Linked DNA regions of Macaca mulatta: region 2 is linked to region 1. Evidence: chromatin contacts called from public Hi-C data. All regions are on one chromosome and are shown on one strand. Each heading gives the region's core, a stretch centred on a gene start, on an enhancer-like site or on the middle of the called end of the contact. The rest is flanking DNA. Distances are from core to core; before and after follow the strand shown.

Evidence for each region. Hi-C and Micro-C count contacts between places; a contact is called where the count stands out from the background.
Region 2: a contact with region 1 is called in a Hi-C map of cortical neurons, with 2.4 times the contacts expected there. The contact joins the promoter of CFAP410 here to the promoter of LRRC3 in region 1. A contact is called at or near these places in 2 of 14 Hi-C or Micro-C datasets (cortical neurons and liver).

What each region holds. Positions count from the first base shown.
Region 1 is chr3:3,090,180-3,094,841 of T2T-MMU8v2.0, forward strand. It overlaps LRRC3 (leucine rich repeat containing 3), which reads right to left and starts at 2,487. Exons shown (of 1, transcript NM_001194240.1): 1 at 1,701-2,487. The coding sequence starts at 2,484. The coding sequence ends at 1,711. LOC114676790 (a long non-coding RNA gene) reads left to right here and starts at 4,072. Exons shown (of 3, transcript XR_013414871.1): 1 at 4,072-4,091.
Region 2 is chr3:3,193,537-3,198,198 of T2T-MMU8v2.0, forward strand. It overlaps CFAP410 (cilia and flagella associated protein 410), which reads left to right and starts at 2,462. Exons shown (of 6, transcript XM_077995651.1): 1 at 2,462-2,746.

The DNA.
Region 1 (4,662 bases), core at 1,237-3,736:
TCTAGCTCTCGCTGGAAGGGTGAGCGGCGCTGGCAGTTTCCGTGGAGGTCTCTATCCTCCGAGCACGGTGACACTCAGGCAGCGTGGCATGAGGGAAGCAAGCGGGGCCTGGGGCTGCCTCCACTCACACACTGGGCCAGGCTCCTCACCTACCCCCACGTCTGCACGGTGGGCAGAGCAAAGCCTACCAAGCACCTCACAACACAGACGCTCCTGTGACTCGCACTGCACACACCCTGGTCAGGCTCTCACCTTCCAAGTCACCTGACGCTTTCCAAACACAAACCACCCTCAACTTCCAATCATTTTTAAGCATCTGTTTGGTGAAGCATCTCTACATACCTACACTTCAGTCTACACACAATGTACACTGATCACTCATTTGCACCCCCCCAAAAAATAAAGTACTTTAAAATATAAACACTCATAAAAAGGACAAAAAATTAAGAATTACTATCATATAGGTGGAGGTAACATCTAACCTGAATGTTAAGGTAAGTAAATTGAATACTAAATTATCTCTGAGATTCCTGGCAGCAAAGGTGAAAAGAGAGAGTTCCTGTTGCTGGAGAAAATGAAGCATCCCATTGATTGGCCTTGAAACATCAATCACCAGTACTCCTGGCCTTGGAAAAAGCTGTTTTATATCTTAGTAGAAAAAGCAAGGCACAGGGCCAGGCGTGGTGACTTACACCTGTAATCCCAGCACTTTGGGAGGCTGAGGCGGGCGGGTCACTTGAGGCCAGGAGTTCGAGACCAGCCTGGCCAACATGGTGAAACCCCATCTCTACTAAAAATACAAAAATTAGCCAGGCATGGTGGCAGGTGCCTGTAATTCCAGCTACTCAGGAGGTTGAGGCAGGAGAAGTGATTGAGCCTGGGAGGCGAAGGTTGCAGTGAGCCAAGATCACCCTGGGGCAGGGCCTCCCACAACAGGCACAGCCAGAGGGGCAGGAAGCAGGCAGGGCCCCAGATATGTGGCTGCTGCCTTCCCCTAGGCAAGCTACCTTGGACTTTTCCCAGGTCTCTCTCCATATTGTTCACCCCATTACTGGACTGAAATTTTGGCACTAGGGTTGCTCAAACATTGTGAGAACAAAAAGCTTAGGGCAGTTTGTTTGAGCTACACATCCCACTTAGTGCTCTAGAAAAACCTGGTCTCTGTTACTTTGCTCTGGAAACAGGGCTCATGTTCCAATGTACCTGGAACAGTGGAACAAGGCTCATGTTTACCTACAGTGCACTTTGTAGGTAAACAAGGGCAAGCCAGCTCCTCAGCACAGGACTTATCAGCGCCTTCAGCAGGTGAACCTGAACCCGAGCCCCCTGTCGTGAACCCTCACGCTTGTGGAGCACCCCGTGTCCTCTGCGTGCATATCCACAGCCTGCGGGCCCTGTGTGGGAGAGGCTCGCGTGGTGGAAGGAGGCGGAATGTCACGATGGACAGCCCAGGTTGAAGTCCCATTGGGATCATTTCCTGATGGTGTCACAGGCAGTCTTTCTGTTTCACTAAGCTTCAGGTTCCTCATCCTTCACACGGATGATGGCAAAACCATCCAGCCTGGAGGTGCTGCTGTGCCCGAGGGCAACAGTGGGGAGCACAGCACACATGGCTGTGACACCTGCCTCAGGGAATAGCAAAAGCATCATCAGTTACCACCTACTACAGAAGTGACAGCAGCCATCGGCGGGGGTCTGCTGGAACAGGCGCTAGGGCCCCGGGCCAATGGGGTCCTTGGAGGCAGGGGCGCTGGGCAGAGACTTCAGGTACTCCAGGTGCCTCCGGGCATCCTCCTGGTTGTGGCGCACATAGTACACGATATAGGCGATCACCATGGCGAACCAGCCGAACATGGTGACCAGCATGGCCACATCTGTGGTCCTGTGGGGGACACTGCAGAGGCTGGCACCTGCATCCAGAGCCTGAACCAGAGGCTTCCCCACAAACTCCTCCTGCACTGAGGTGTGGCAGGCGATCTCGTCCACAGAGTCGGGGTCCAGCTTCAGCTCCCACAGGGCCTCCTGCAGGGCACACTCACAGTGCAGGGGGTTGTGGGACAGGCGTATTTTGGCACTGAGCTTGCCCAGGGCGTCCTTGGGGATCCTCTGGATGCGGTTGTAGGACAGGTCCAGCAGCCGCAGGCCCCCCGCCAGGCCCGCGAAGGTGGCGGGGCCAATGGCCTCGATGGCGTTGTGAGACAGATCCAGCTCCCTGAGCCGGTGCAGGTGCTGGAAGGCCCCGTCCGGGAGGTGGGAGATCTTGTTGGCATCCAGCTTCAGGAGCACGGTGTCGGCCGGGATGTCCTGGGGGACCTCCTGCAGGCCCCGCAAGCTGCAGTAGACAGCAACAGCCCCTGCATGGTCAGGGCACCGGCAGGGCTGCGGGCAGGTGGCGCCCAGGCGCAGGCAGAAGAGGAGGAAGAGACAAGACCCCCGGGTGGAGACCAGCAGGAGGGAGGGGCGAGGCAGGCGCACGGTGCCCATCCTGAGCTGGCCTGGGAATGGGGAGATGCGCGCCTCTGCTCAGGCCTGGAGATGGAGCTCTTTTCTGCTGCAAGGCCTTATCCAACCAGACAAGAACCCGCCATCCTGCCGGGCTGGAAGAAGCAGTGCACTCCACTCTGGCAGCTCTGAAAGGGAAGACGCAGGAGGGAGGGGAGAGGGAAGGAGGGTGGTCAGCACTGCCTGCTGCAGTCATCTGGGAAACGCGTCCACTGGTGGGGAGGTTGTCCAGGGCCCGCCGAAGGGTCTGGGATGGGGAGCACGCCTCCTTAAACAGCTCTGCCTGTAACTTACTTCTGGAGACTCCCAATGCGCCCGGGAGGAGCGTCCCACAAGTGCTGGCACTGCCAGGGGGCTCCGTGTGGCGCAGTCGGTGGTCACTGCGGTCAGCCCTGGCCACCTCCCACACCGCTGGGGACCAAAGGCCGGGTGGCGGGGTGGCGGCGGCCTGGGACCACCCAGCCCCTCCTCAGGGTGGATGCCAGGAGGACGGGGACGGCTGGAGATTCTGCCAAACCTGGAGCGCGGGTCAAGACGGGCACGTGGCCGGGCACCAGCGGGCGCTCGCGCGCCAGGGGCTACTCCCGCAGCCAACGCCTGGCTGACTCCGACAATCCCTAAAAACTGTAATAACCCAGCAAGCCTTTCCCTGCCAGCCCTAAAGCAGCCGCGGCTCGCACCGGGCGCAGAACCGCGCCTTTTCTTTCAACTGCCTGAAGGAAGAAGCGGAGAAAACGGAGAAGCCAAGCCCTGTGCGCGCGGCCCGCGTTGGGCGTGGACGGCGGGGCCGCGCGCGGAGCCGGCCGGGAGGGGCTCGGACCCCGGGACCTCGAGCCTTTAGACCCTCCGGCCCTAGGACCCCCGGAACCTGCGACCCCCGAGACCCGAGCACTCGCGGCGGGGGGATGGTCACGGGTGGTGGGGGATCCATGCTCCCAGGGCTGGGCGGGGGCTTTACCTGCGCGGCGGCGGCCGGAGGCTGCTCTGCGCGCTGCTCCCGGGTCTCTCGGAGCCCGCCAGACCCGCTTCCACCCCTGGCGCGGTGGCGACCCTGCTGCCCCTGCGCCCGCGCCCGCGACCACTGGCTGGGGAGGCCGCGGCTCCGGCCTGCGCTGGCGAGGGGCGGGGAGGGGCGGGGCCTGGAGGGAGGGGCGGGACGAAAGGCGGAGACTGGCTGTGTCGATTCCCGCGTGGGCGGGGGAAGGGGCGGGGCATGTAAGGAGACCTGAATGGGATTTGTTGTTAGGCGGGGGCGGGGTTTGAGGGCGGGGCCTGGAAGAGATGGGGCGGGGCATAGGAGGAGCTGGTGGTGCGGCTTTAGATGGAGCCGGTACTAAGACTCAGGTCGCAGGGGCTGTGGGCGGGTTGTGGGCGTGGTTGCGGGACTGAGGACGCGGTGGTGGAGGCTGAGGGCGTGGTTATGGGTGTGGGCGGGGTCTGCGGGCCGGGAGGAGCTACCGATCCAGCCCCTGCCCCTCACTGTGGGCAAATCCCCTCTTCCCCGTGGCATCGGGGCTTCTGGCGCTTGAAGACCCTGGGTCTGCGGGAAGCCCCTGCTGAGCGTCCCTCGCCTACCCCGTGGCCAGTGGGTGAGTAGGGCTAGATCTCCGCCCATCTAGGTCCCCTCCTGCCCCAGCTCCCGCGTCTGACATCCCAAGGAGGAATGCAGGGTGGGGGCATTTGAGCCGGACCTGAACCATCCTCATGATTCTCAAAAAGTAGTTTTATTGTGATGTAATTGATAGACGGTAAGCTACACATTTTAATTTGATAAGTTTTGACACTCGGATATGCCTGTGAAACCATCACCACAATCAGCCTAGTGAACACCCTGGGTTCCCTCTTGGTCATCTCTCCCTGCCCTCCCTCATCCCCAGGCAAGCACTGATCTGCCTGCTGTCACTACAGATTACTTTGCATTTCCTGTAATTTGCACAAATGGAATCGTATATGTGCTTTTTGTGTAGCTTCTTTCACTCAGTGCAATTATTTTTGAGATTCACCTGTGTCGTTTGGTTTGTCAATGGGTAGTTCTTGCATGGCTGCGTGGTACTCCAGTGTATGAGTGTACCACAGTTTGTTTCCATTCACCTGCTCGTGGGTATTTGGGTGGTTTCTGGTGTTGGCTCTTACAGATAAAGCTGATCCAAACATTGTGCA
Region 2 (4,662 bases), core at 1,212-3,711, 100 kb after region 1:
TCAGAAGACACTGCTCTGAGACTTTTCTGTCATCCCACATCTTACACCAACCTGAGAACTAAGCTCTTTTTTTTTTTTTTTTTGAGACGTCGTCTCCCCTGTCGCCCAGGCTGGAGTGCAGTGGCGCAATCTCAGCTCACTGCAAGCTCCGCCCCCTGGGTTCACACCATTCTCCTGCCTCAACCTCCCAAGTAGCTGGGACTACAGGCGCCCGCCACCACGCCCAGTTAATTTTTTGTATTATTATTATTATTATTATTACTGGTAGAGATGGGGTTTTACCGTATTAGCCAGGATGGTCTCGATCTCCTGACCTCGTGATCCACCCGCCTCAGCCTCCAAAAGTGCTGGGATTACAGGTGTGAGCCACCGCACCCGGCCAAGAATGCAATCTTTTGTTTCTTATCTACCGATGACCTGGAAGCGGGAAGCTCCCCCTGCCCCCGCCAGCCTTCAAGTTGTCCTGCCTTTCCGCACAGAACTAATGTACATCTTATACATACATTTTTTCTTTTTCTCTTCTTTTTCCATCTTGCACATATTGATTGATGTCTCATGTCTCCCTAAAAATGTCTGAAAGCAAGCTGTGCCCCAGTCACCTTGGGCACGTGTTGTCAGGACCCCCTGAGGCCATGTCATGGGCTCGTCCTTAACTTTGACAAAATAAACTTTCTAAACTGATGGAGACCTGTCTCAGATATTTTGGATTCACAGCTGCTAAGCTGCTTGGTTACAACTGAAGGCTCACAGGTTAGGGGTTTTTCAAAGATAGTTTGGTGAGCAGGGGGCTAAGGTATGGGGAGTGCTGATTGGTTGGTGAAAGATTGATGAAATCTAGCTGTCCTTTTGGTCCTTTTGTGCTGCATGGCTTCTGAGTGGGGCCACAGGAGCCGTTGGCAAGATATCTAGCTGGGTCCATCCATGTCAGACGTGCAATAAACCTGAAAAGATACAATAGTGATGTTCTACAATAGTGATGTTATCTGCAGGAGTAATTGGGGAAGTAGCTTGTCTTGTGACCTCCAGAATAATGGCTGACGAAAGTTTACGCCTGCACCTTAGTGGAATTCAGGCTCCTCTATCCTTCTAGCCTGGTGGTGTAACCGCCCAACGGGTTCACCTTGTCCACTGCCTAGACAGAACCGATTTATCAAGACAAGGGAACTGCAGTGGAGAAGGAGTAATTCACGCAGAGCTGGCTGTGCAGGAATGGAGTTTTATGACTCAAATCAGTCTCCCCGAGCATTCAGGGATCAGCGTTTTTAAGGATAATTTGGCGGGTAGGGCTCAGAAAGTGGTGAGTACTGATTGGTCAGGTTGAAGATTAAATCATAAGGGTTCGAAATGAGTTCTGGCTGACTTCTGTTCCTGGGTGGGATCGCACAAATGGTTGAGCCAGATTATCTGTCTAAGTGATGTCCGAATGCAGGGTCTACAAAACATTTCAAGCACTGATCTTAAGTTTTGCAACAGTGATGTTATTCCCAGGAGCAATTTGGGGAGGTTCAGACTATTGCCGCCAGAGGTTGCCAGCCCCTAAACTGTAATTTTTCATCTCATAGCTTAATTTGTTAGTCCTACAAAGGCAGACTGGTCCCCAGGCAAGAAGGGTTTTTTTGGGAAAGGGCTATTATCAATTTTGTTTCAGAGTTTAATCTATAAACTAAATTCCTTCCCAAGGCTAGTCTGGTCTACACCCACGAATGAACAAAGGCAGTTTAGAGGATAGCAGGAAGATGGGGTGCGTTAGGAGATCTTTCCCTGTCATAATTTCTTCAGTTACGATTTTTGCAAAGGCGGTTCCCGTGGTCTCATTACCTTTACAAAGGCTGTTTAGTTTTGAGGAAGGGCTGCTATCATTTAAACTATAAATGTCTCCCAAAATTAGCTTTGCTTATCCAGGAATAATTAAGGGCAGCTTCAAGGACAAAGGCAAGATGGGGATTGGCCAGATCTCCTTCAGGGCCATCATTCTCTCACTGATACAATTTTTGGCAAAGGCGGTTTCAGAATGCCCGTCTTAATGTAACTGTGGCCCATGTAACGATGTTTAGGGGGTCTTACCTGATTTCTAAAAGGCTGAAATGCTTGTAAGGGCTCTGCTGGACCTGTCCGTACGTCTTTCCTATAAATGCGTCTTTTCTGTAAAAGCTGGGAGGGAGCGAGACAGGGAATCAACACAGCCCCAGGGCTGCCCTGGGTTTATTCCAAGAGTTTGAATCGCGTAACTTGGAGCTGTGTAGCGCCCATCCCATCCACGCTAGGCCCGCGCTCAGAGACAGGCCTACGCACTCGGCCATGGTACGCGTGGGACCGAGCCCACCCCGCTCGGTTCCAGGGAGCGGCAGCTCAGCCCTCACGGGGCCGCCTCCGGGACCGCCACCTGCACCCACCCACGGCTCGCCGCGCGCTTCCGGGGTCGCGTTAGAATCGCGTCAGAGCCGGGCGCCCCAGGCCGCCCATGCGCAGGAGCAGAGCCGACGTGTCAGCGGCGCCCAAGCGGCCCCAGGGCGCTCTCCTCGCCCCGCTCTCCTCGCCAAGCCGCCAATGGGCTCAGGATCCGCCCCTGACGACGTGGGCCCCGCCCCTGGAGACACGCGCCGCGCAGTCGTCACCCGCCCGGGAGCAGGAGGCCGGGGGCGCCCGCCGGCCGGGCCTGGGCGGTCGCCATGAAGCTGACGCGGAAGATGGTCCTGACCCGGGCCAAGGCCTCGGAGCTGCACAGCGTGCGCAAGCTCAACTGCTGGTGAGGCGGGGCCTGGCCGCGGCCGCCCCGGGGTCGGGGGAGGAGCGGGGGCGGGGCCAGGGCGGGGACTGGGGTGAGGGCGGAGCCGGGGAGGGGGCGGGGGCGGGGGTGGAACGGGGGCAGGTGCGGAAGTGGAACGGGGTCAGGTGCAGGGGCGAGGGCGTCAAAGGAGTCAGGGGTCAGGGAGGAGAGGAGACCAGGGGTCGGGGTCGCCGGGGCCCCCCCATTTCCCGGCCCGCCTTTGCCCCGGCTGCCCTGTGGGCCAGATCTGATGTCTGGGGTTGCCAGCAGTCACTGGGACCAAGTCGAATAGGAGAGAGAACTGAGTTCTCGAGGACTGAGTCAGGAAACACGTTGGTAATCAGTACTGGGGGCGGCCGTGCCAAGGGTATGCCTGGCAGGTGATAGGAAGGGACGTGGGTGCGGTGGGACCCATGAAGGCGCAAAAGCGGGTAATACTGAGGCTCACCAGGCCAAGGAGGACCAGGAGCTTCCAGAGGAGGCAGCCTGGAGTTGAGGCCCGCACGATCTCCAGGGCTCCCTGGGGACTCAGCGGAGTCGCTGCGCCCTGTCAACTGGCCGCACCCTGCAGGCGGGGCGTGGGGGTCAGGGAGAGCAGGCGCTTCCTCCCAGGGGTATCCCCATACTGCCCAGAGCGAGCTCTTCTCTGTTAATTAAAAAGCTTTTCTGGGCCGGGCGCGGTGGCTCAAGCCTGTAATCCCAGCACTTTGGGAGGCCGAGGCGGGCGGATCACGAGGTCAGGAGATCGAGACCATCCTGGCGAACACGGTGAAACCCCGTCTCTACTAAAAAATACAAAAAAAAAACTAGCCGAGCGAGGTGGCGGGCGCCTGTAGTCCCAGCTACTCGGGAGGCCGAGGCAGGAGAATGGCGTAAACCCGGGAGGCAGAGCTTGCAGTGAGCTGAGATCCGGCCACTGCACTCCAGCCTGGGCGACAGAGCAAGACTCCGTCTCAAAAAAAAAAAAAAAAAAGCTTTTCTGTCTGCCCTGGCACATTTGGTGTTTTGGCTACAATTCCCCTGTGTCATTTGCTTTCAATAATGCATTTCTTTGTTTTGCACGGGGTGGTCAGTACTCTCACTAAGCTGGAAGAAACAACAACCCGATTTCAGGCTTTTAAAGTTTGCTTCATAAGTCGCCTGTTCACCCTTTGAACTTGGCCTCTTATAAAGACGCCCTTGTTGATGTCTGTCAGTGAGAGATATTAACCTTCTGCTATTCAGGGACCATGAGGAACAGTTCATCTTTTCGTGTCTTACAAATGGCTCTGCTGCTCCTTATCTAAAAGGTACCACCCCAACGTCATACAGTGTAGTTGAAAATCAAGTAAAACAATTGTTTACACCTTTGCCGGTTATATTTTTTGCCACGCCATTAAAATGCTAGAATCTTAAGGTTTGTAGGGAGTCATTGGTAATTTTTGGAATTTTTGTCTTCAGTGTTTTTTATTCAACTTTAACAAAATTAAAGTATCTTTTCTCTCCCCAGGGGCAGCCGCCTCACAGATGTAAGTATTGCTCTGATCATCTCCAAATGGCCTCAGTCCCAAATGTTGTAGCTTCTTCCCCAAGAGAATTTTTAAGTTGACAAAACTGCCCCTATCAGTTCAGTCCCACACTTGGTACTTTGTTCACTTGGCGGGTTTCGTTATGTAGAACCACTAATGGAAAAACAATTCTCCAGTACCAGGCTGATTTTGCTGTTCCCGTCAACATAAATGAAACGCTGTTTGTCACTTGGTCACAGAGGAGGGGAGCAATAGTTTGGAACTTGCTATCACCTGGAAAGGAATCCCAGGACGGTTTGTTTTACTTTGTTAAGGGGAAGTTGAAGGTCTGCACCCCCTCTTCTTGGTCACATCTAGCCTTGTGCCCCCCACCGCTACCCCAAAGGC